Linked DNA regions of Triticum aestivum: region 1 is linked to region 2. A link is a contact called in public Hi-C data. All regions are on one chromosome and are shown on one strand. Each heading gives the region's core, a stretch centred on a gene start, on an enhancer-like site or on the middle of the called end of the contact. The rest is flanking DNA. Distances are from core to core; before and after follow the strand shown. Region 1 has its middle 54 kb from the start of LOC123125683. Region 2 holds the start of LOC123123109 (ethylene-responsive transcription factor LEP).

Evidence for each region. A called contact is a pair of places that touch in the nucleus more often than the background predicts.
Region 1: a contact with region 2 is called in a Hi-C map of leaf, with 3 times the contacts expected there. The contact joins the enhancer-like site here to the promoter of LOC123123109 in region 2. A contact is called at or near these places in 2 of 5 Hi-C or Micro-C datasets (both in leaf).

The regions. Positions count from the first base shown.
Region 1 is chr5D:492,079,279-492,083,672 of IWGSC CS RefSeq v2.1, forward strand. No RefSeq gene overlaps it. Among protein-coding and RNA genes, the nearest start is that of LOC123125683, 54 kb to the right of the region's middle. Within about 2 kb of position 2,738, at least 2 of the 8 cell types and tissues checked have an H3K27ac peak or open chromatin away from gene starts, as enhancers often do. A contact at or near this core is called in leaf, where this site is marked.
Region 2 is chr5D:491,735,605-491,739,597 of IWGSC CS RefSeq v2.1, forward strand. LOC123123109 (ethylene-responsive transcription factor LEP) reads right to left here and starts at 2,234. Exons shown (of 1, transcript XM_044543554.1): 1 at 462-2,234. The coding sequence starts at 1,748. The coding sequence ends at 867.

The DNA of each region.
Region 1 (4,394 bases), core at 1,488-3,987, 340 kb after region 2:
CCGCGATGCATCGACCGTTACGACTGTGGGGGGCGTCCGTCGGCTTGCCTTCGGATTCTTCTCCAGCCTCACCGTCTGCGTCGCTACCGTTGTGACTGCGGGGGGATGTTGAGTAACGTGATTGTATTAGGAAATATAGGTTAGACTAGGAAATATTCTGGCCTGCCTTGTACTTCAAGTAGATTATGTACTCCTATATATATATGTCCACGAGGCTCAAGCAATACATTGAACTATTCCACCTAATCCCTCTCTCCCTTCTAACAGGGAGTTTCGGTCTTCCTATCTTTCTATCTTGGGTAGTGGGGTTAAAATACTTTGCTTTAGGGCATGTACAATGGTGGCAGTGGTATGATGATGCCCCAAGATCCACATAGGAGCAAGTAGATGAAGCATCAGCTTCATTCACCGTATGGTCCCTTCTATATTCTCTCTCTCGTCATCTTCTTTTCCATCTAAATTCATGGCTGCACATGTTTGTTGTGGTCCTCTGCTACTCTTTGCATATGATTTTGCCTCTTTCCTTTTCTTTTCTTCTTCTTTTTGGTTGAAGCACCAGCCTCCTTTGCAAGAGACCGTTTGGCTCTGCAGGCAGCACTCTTTTCGCTCTCTCCCCTTTTCATCCGACGTGGACTGCAGGGCAGCACTCCAGCATGGAGCGTTGGCCATGCCCTTACCAGCCAGGCTGCATCTTGATGAATGGCAGCGGACAGGAACAAGACTTGTTGGTGAGAAAGTGAGACGTGCAGAACTGTTACGGTTTTGCAAGCACGCGCAGCTTTTTTAAAGAAAAGGCCTACGCCCGACTTTATAAATAAAGCCACAAGGTAGAGTCAAAGAACAACACCGCGAATGAACCGAAGCATCATCAAGTACACCCACACGCGGGTAGGCACGAACGAAAGAACCCGAAAGTACACCCTGCCAACACACGACACGCAGGCCGGAGAAAAGATAAACGACATAGCCATCAACTAGTCGACAGAGCTCCAAAACGCCTAGATACCATGATCCTGTCCAGATAGAGACGACGCCGAGGCCCGAACTTTAGATATGAGAAGATTAAGAGCATCCCGTTCCTCCGGCTTAGTCAATGATCTCCACTGCTGCAAGAAGATACATGATTTAAATAAACAGTCAGCGGGTTTAGCAGGAAAAACATGTTCGATCGTAAACTTGTTCCTAGTAGTCTATAACGACCAACAAATTGCACCCAGACCAACCCAGAATGAAAATATACAGGGAGGTATGTGTAAAAAGACAAGTAAGCTGATCCCATGCCTTCCATGTAGATCGGACGCACCACGCAAGCTCGGAGCACGGTATCATGCCATGCACCGTATCACATGATATTTTCCCTACGTACACGGTCGATACTTCACCGCTAGCCACCGGTTCCGGTAAATTTACTTTTTCGGGGCGCCTCATCCTGCACACAAGGCATGGGTAGATGAGGTCGATGCTCGGCCAGTGGTACGTATACCAACGCGCCAGCGATTGCCGTACGATTCAGACGGTTGTCGTATCTCGTATGAGTTAAAACAAAAAACAAAATTTAAGGTCTCGATTTGGTGTGCCGGTATTAATGATCAATGGCACTGGCTGGATGCGAGCATGTCGTGAGTAACGTGTGAGCCGCTACGTTTTGTCCTACGCCGGCCGCTCAGACGTCCTCTTTAGGTGGCGTTTGCTTCACGGGCGAGGTTGGCTTGGCTGAGGATATCCTTAATCACCTGGTTGAGGATGGCCAGTTTTTCTTATTTGGTTGCGAAGGATTAGATGAGATGGATAACCGTTTTTTATTGTTTGGTTGCAAGGATAAAATGTGGATATGGATAGTCATTAGCTATTTTTTATGTTCATCTACAATGCAATATTAATACATGCTCTTCTTCCCTTAAAAAAAAAATACATACTCTTCTTTGTACAATCAAATACATGTATACATGCTCTTCTTTGCACAATCAAATACATGTATATTTCCATGCAAAAAATACATATACATTTCTTCTTTGTACAATCATACACGTGACTGTCCATGCAATCAAATACCATGAACTGGTCACTATTTACCAGCTATTCATACATGTATACATGTTCTTCTTTGTACAATCATACACGTGACTGTCCATACAATTAAATACCATGAACTGGCCGCTGTTTACCAAATATTCTGCTACTTCTTATCAACGCCTCAGTGTTACCAGTAGTGTTCATATGTGGTATCTGTAGACGAAAGGACAGTTGAAAGACTAACGCATACATACAGAGAATAGATAGGCAAGATCTCCAGTGATCCTCGTTCCCGGCCACCGGAGCTCCCCGTTCCCCGCCAGCCATGGTTACAACACGTCAAGAGAGAGAGAGGGATGGCTGGAGGTAGGGGCCATGGCCGAGCGTGTGCACCGCGGCCGCTGTCGGGTGTGCGCCGCCGCCGCTGTCAGTCACCACCCTGTGGGAGGGGAGTTTCCTGGAAAGGATGGGGCACCCGCGGCTTGCCTCGTCTCGAGGAGCAGTGCCATGGCCGACGGCCAAGCAGGGCGCCAGCGTGGGGCGGTGGTGCGCCAGCGGCGGAGGCACCCGAGGGCGCCGCCGGGCTGATTACCACGGCCACACGACAGAGGGCGCCCATGGGAAAACGTTTCACGCAAGCGCGGGTGGCTGCCCTCATCGGCCATAATCTCGCGACTCTCGTCAACCATGTTTTGAAGGAATATTCTCTGGTATCTGACTATCCCTATCCTTCCTGGCTGATAAACGAAACAAGTGATATCCCCTAAAAAATTGGCTATCCCTGTCCTTATGGTGGATAGCCTCTAAACCAAACACCACCTTAGTGTGCATAAAGCCGACGTACACAAGAGCTAGCCGCGTTTGTCATTTTCTCCCAACCGCAACTTGGTTCTCCCATGTTTTTCCAACTGGAGGAGCAACAAGTAGTAGTGTTCAAACGATAGAGCCTATGTCAATTGTGCAAGTGAGAACCAGAGGCGGTCGGTGTCGATACACAAGCGCATTTGAACGGAGATTAAGGCTTGGAAGGGGCTCGCCAACATGGATATCACCGAGACACCGAGTGGAGTAACTTCAACACTGCCAAGGATAGGCGGTATCATATGGTGGGCGCCAAAGCCATTGTGGGAAACGACCTCGCATCTCTTGTCATGTTGGTTTCATAGAACAAGCAGAATGCAAGAGTGTTTAGAAATGCCTTCTCCATGAATCATGTCTAAAGTTAAGGCCGAGCCCGGGCTTTGACGGTCGGCAAGGGCCAGGCGTCTGAGTTCTCAAACGCCAGAAGAGTAGGCTAATTCGGTTCTGGTCAGTCTATAGGCGGTCTGATCATGTAATTCAAACTCTTCTTAATTCATGACGAGGCTTCTCTCTGTTTCAAAAATAGAAAATGTAGACTCTGGACATATAAAGCTTCACCGATCACACTTTTTCTCACGGTAATGCATGTTTCATTTATATCAGAAAAATTATAATACAAACCATATAGACAACGATCTGATGTATGTGGAAGGTTTAAGGATCGGCGTTGAAGATGCCCTAACATGTAGCTTTGCGGGTATACTCCTGTGCTACGGAAAAGTTACTATTTTTTTTCCAAGGCCGCTGTCGCGGCACGTAGCAAGGCGGACTAGGCAACACGTACTCGGTTGGCATTGGCAAGAAACTGCACTAATAGTAGCGATTCGCCTGGCTACCTGTTAGCAGCGCATGCTCGTCTTGTTCAGTTCCGGTTCCTGGCCACACCCACACGGACGGGTCGCATGCGCTTGGATTAGGTGGCAGGATCCGGGTAGGAAAAACGGATGGACGTGCGTATACTAATACTGTAGCGATAGTAAAAAAAATCGATAAATGTAGCGATAGTACTTGGAAAAAGAGAAAACTTGGAAAGAAATGATGAGGCGGAGAAAGAAATAGGCGGGAGAGACAAGACGGGACGGAGCATTTCGTGATTGCTGGAATATATCATGTGTACATGTTGTGAATATTTGTCTTTTCAATCAAATTGGACCGAGTTTTGTTTCTGAACATCTCATCTCCCAAGTTGACATTCCAGTTTGGCGAGTGAAGAGAGCAACGGAGGAGGTTGTTTTTATTCTCCCATCCCAGCCCAGGCACCGGATCTTTGCACTTGGATTTGGTCCAACCACTGATCGCCAGACTTTGATATGGAATCCGATCCAATCCGATCCGTTATTTCTTCTTTCGGAGCCGGAGCCGCTTTCTCTCGTCTATCTAAATATCCATGGCTGGTTCCCTGACCTTTTCATCTCAGCAAGTGACAGCCTTTTCCTTTTTACTCCATGGTTGGAGTACTTCAGAATAGATAGAGCGGAAGTGACAGCTAAAAGTCCCAGGTAAAAAGTTTAACTGATCGT
Region 2 (3,993 bases), core at 984-3,483:
CCTCCTCACCGGGCCGCACGAATAACGGCCGGGATGCCGCCTCGTGGCGCACCCAAGCACTCGTAAGCAGCAAATATCCGGTTTGAAAAGTCTACCAAACCGAGAAACGTGGCCATGGCCAGGTGGCTTTCTAGTTTCTACCACCATTTCTCCCCAATTTCTTGGCGACCGACGGCGACTCGGCGGCCGGCTATGTACGTATATTCGATCTGCGCCACTTTGCAGAACTGACCTCTCACAATCCCAATCCGCGGCCCTACACGCTTGGAAAATGGAAAGGAAAACATTCGCTTGCTACTACTGGGATCCTGTCATGGCCACGCTCCCACTTGTGCGTGGATTTGGAGCCAGTAGTAAAGATGATGTGCACGCCCGATTACATGCACAATCACGACGCAAAATCTTCACCACTTGACACCAGCTCGCGTAGTAAACAATTCATAACGACGACGACCAAGGCGGAAAGGCGATGTAAAACAAACACACCATCACGACAACAATTACACAGTTTACTCGTCATTACAGTAACGGGCATGCGGCCACTGTCGGCACCGCACTGCTCCGTTTCCACGCCGGAGACGTGCGAGTTAAGGCGGATCACGCACAACGGCGGGGCGCCGGCGGGGGCCCCGCCTGAGCTCACCACCACCACCACCACCACCACCACAAGCAACAAACCATTCACTCCTCTGCTCTGCTGCTACTGGAGTGTACGCAGTACTAGTAGATCTACTAATTAATAAACGAAGTAATAATAGTAACAGTACTGGAACGCAACGCATCTCCCGCCACTGGCTCACGCGCCTCCCGCCACTTCCCGCCCCGAGGGCGCGAAACGGCGCGGCAGCGGGGTAGGGGCAGGGGCGTCATATCACGCTGACGGCGCTCGCCGGCGGCGGCATCACGAAGTCCTCGCTCTCCCACCACGGCAGCTGCCAGTCGAACTCCGTCGCCTTCGGCTCGCTATCCCACCACGGCTGCTGCCAGTCGAACTCCACCGCCTTCGACGGCGGAGCGGCCGAGGCCAGGTCGCAGAGCTCGCCGTACAGCTGGTCCACTGGGCGGGGCGCCTCGCCGGCCGCGCGACGGAGGACCGGGGTCAGGGGCAACGCGAACGGGTTGAACGAGTCGGCGTCGTCCTCCTCGGGCTCGGGCTGCGAGGGCGGCGACGGCGCGGAGGGGGGAATGGTCGCGGGGGCCTCTGCTGCCGCTTCCCCGGTAGGACGAAAGTTCGCCTGCGGCGGGGAGCGGGGCTTGGTGGACGCGACGTAGTCGGAGTCGGAGCTGGAGCTGGACGAGAAGTTGGTGACGGCATGGGACCCCTTGAGGCGCACGGCCGCGTCGTCGTACACGGCGGCAGCCTCCTCGGCGGTGTCGAAGGTGCCGAGCCACAGCCGCTTCTGCAGGCTCGGGTCGCGGATCTCCGCGGCGTACTTGCCCCACGGCCGCTGCCGCACGCCACGGAACCGCCGACGGTAGCCGCCGTCGCCGGCCTTCGCCGCCCGCCGCCGCCGCAGCAGAGCCCGTCTCCGTGGGATGGACGACGCCGGAGACGGCTGAGAGACGCTGATGTCGATGACCTTCCGCACGCGCCGCTCGCCGCGCCTGACCTCCTCGTCCCCCGAGGACTCGGACTCGGTGGCGTCGGCGTCCACGAAGAAGACGCACACGCGCTTGGGCCGGGGAGCGAGGGACCCAGCGCGGCGGGTCCGGCCGGCGGCGAGGGAGTCCGCAGGAGACATCCCCATCCCCACCAGCGCTACTGAGATTCCACCACAAATCTCATCCAAGAAAGCCTCTTCCAATTTGGGGAAAACACGGGACGAAAAAGCTTCTCCAAACTTTCCCCTTGGAAATACTTGCCAGAATCAGCGAAGAATGGCCGCCTTTGCCGGGGCTCAGCGCTGAGATCTGCCGCTCCAAGTGAGCGAGCTCGCACTCCAAGTAACGGGCCAAGCAAGCAAAGGCGCCGCGCCAGGAATCCCCAGCCCGATACCTCGCAGCCAGAGACGAAGCTCCGGATTTGGGCAGGGGGGGGCCGGCTCTCGGCCGCTCCGGACGGATCGGGGCGAGGAGGAGAGTAATCCTGGGATGATTTTGGGGGTTTAGACAGGGTTCTAACGGGAGCGGGTCGGCGGGATAGAAGCAGAGGGGAGGGGGTTGAGACAGAGGTTGGAGAAAGGTACTAGTAGTACTAGCGGAAGGAGATGGTATAGATTCACTCGCGGCACAGGTGGATGCCACTACGCAGTACTCCTCTCGTCCTCTCGATCTTATCACCCCTTGTGATTTTACGCTGCTGCCCTCCCCGCGTGACCCGCTCTGCTTTTGACAGTGAAACGAGCGCATGCAGTGGTGCAGAGGACTGGGCCGTTGCCTTTGCGGGATTTGACCACTTTGCCCTCCTCCTAGGCTCATGCCCGGAATGTGACGTGCGTGATTCGAATTCGAAGTGGATTTGAATTTGAGCTTTGGGATGCCCGCAATGTATCATCAGATTAGGTACTCTGGTAAATCGTGTGCTTGGCATAGTTTCGGATGACTTGTTCACAAGAAAGTGGATTGGAACTTAACACTTTGTGTTAGGTATGTGACTCGATTGGCATGATATGTGCTGGGACAATTGACAGTTCAAGACTGCACTCACTTCCGGACGTTACTTGTCTAAGCCCCTTATTTTTCGCAGAAGAAAATTGTCTAAGCTTATAGCTCCATGTAACTAGCATGAAAAGTCAAAACAGCTTCACACGCTCCGCGAGCATGCTGCGGCGTCCGGGGAGGGATTTCGCGAAGCCGGGGACCTCATTCGGCGCTCGTGTATTTGCATGTTTCCACCAATATTTTACCGGCCTGGTATAAAAATCCCAAAAATTCCCCACAGGCCCATTCGGTACCCCGGTATTGGACCGGCACATCCTGAAAATTACACCCCAAACCCTCCAATACTCGTCTAAGAGGAGACGCGAGCTTCCCCTCGCGAAATGTCTCCCTCGACTGTGACGGCGCCGCCATCTCCGCCCTCCGCCCTTTGTCCCGCAATTGGCTGGTCGGATGCTAAAAGATTGGATTTTTATTTTTCACCTTCTTATTAGCATGTTGTTCAGTTGTTGTTATTTGTGCTATGTTGTTGTTGTACCAAACACAGGAAATTATGGGGGCGGGGGATTAATGGGGATTTGGTGGAGGGGAGGGGACCACCAAATCCCTTCCAATCCCCAAGTCCCTTGGGGTTGGAAAAACACCAGTGCCAAACAAGGCCTGACGGGTGATCGCACACTAATTTATGCCGAACATGTTAAATTTGTTCTTGTTTGCCGGTATTATAATGTACTTGCATCAATTACATTTGCAAATTTTTGTGTTTGATCCATTTGAAGGGGGGGGCGTATTTAACCATCACGAGTGGAGGCTGACGCCTGGACGGATGGCAGAAAACATTTGAGGCGAAAAACCTCCAACACGGATCACCAAATGGATGGCCGCGAACAGCTGGCGGGCCGTCGACCATCCAGCCATATTTACTAAATAGAATCATACACTGGATTTTCATTGTTTTTTGGCATAAATTTTACATGGAAAAAGAACTCTAATAAAAGACAATAAAAATCTTACTCTACTCCTACCCATTAATGGTGAGGTCGACGACCCCCTCATGGGACGGACTATCCTCGTCGTCATTAGTAGTTGGCTTGAATGAGGCGGGCCTGATGACAGATTCCTCTTCGTCTCTAGCCCCTCGAAGAGCCGGTTGCGCTCTGCCTCGTTGACGCAGAGCTACCAATGCTTGAGGCGGATGGTGTGGGCACTGTGCATGGATGCGAGCACCGTCCAGTTCATGTCGTCGATGCTTGGGTCCACCGCAACCATGGCCATGACAGCAACAAGGGACGCACGATGCGCCTCCAACTGATCCTTCGGCTGCTAGTGCTCCTCCATTAGTGATTGATTGTACATTGCTCCACCTGCAACAGTGTGAACGCAAACATTGGTGGC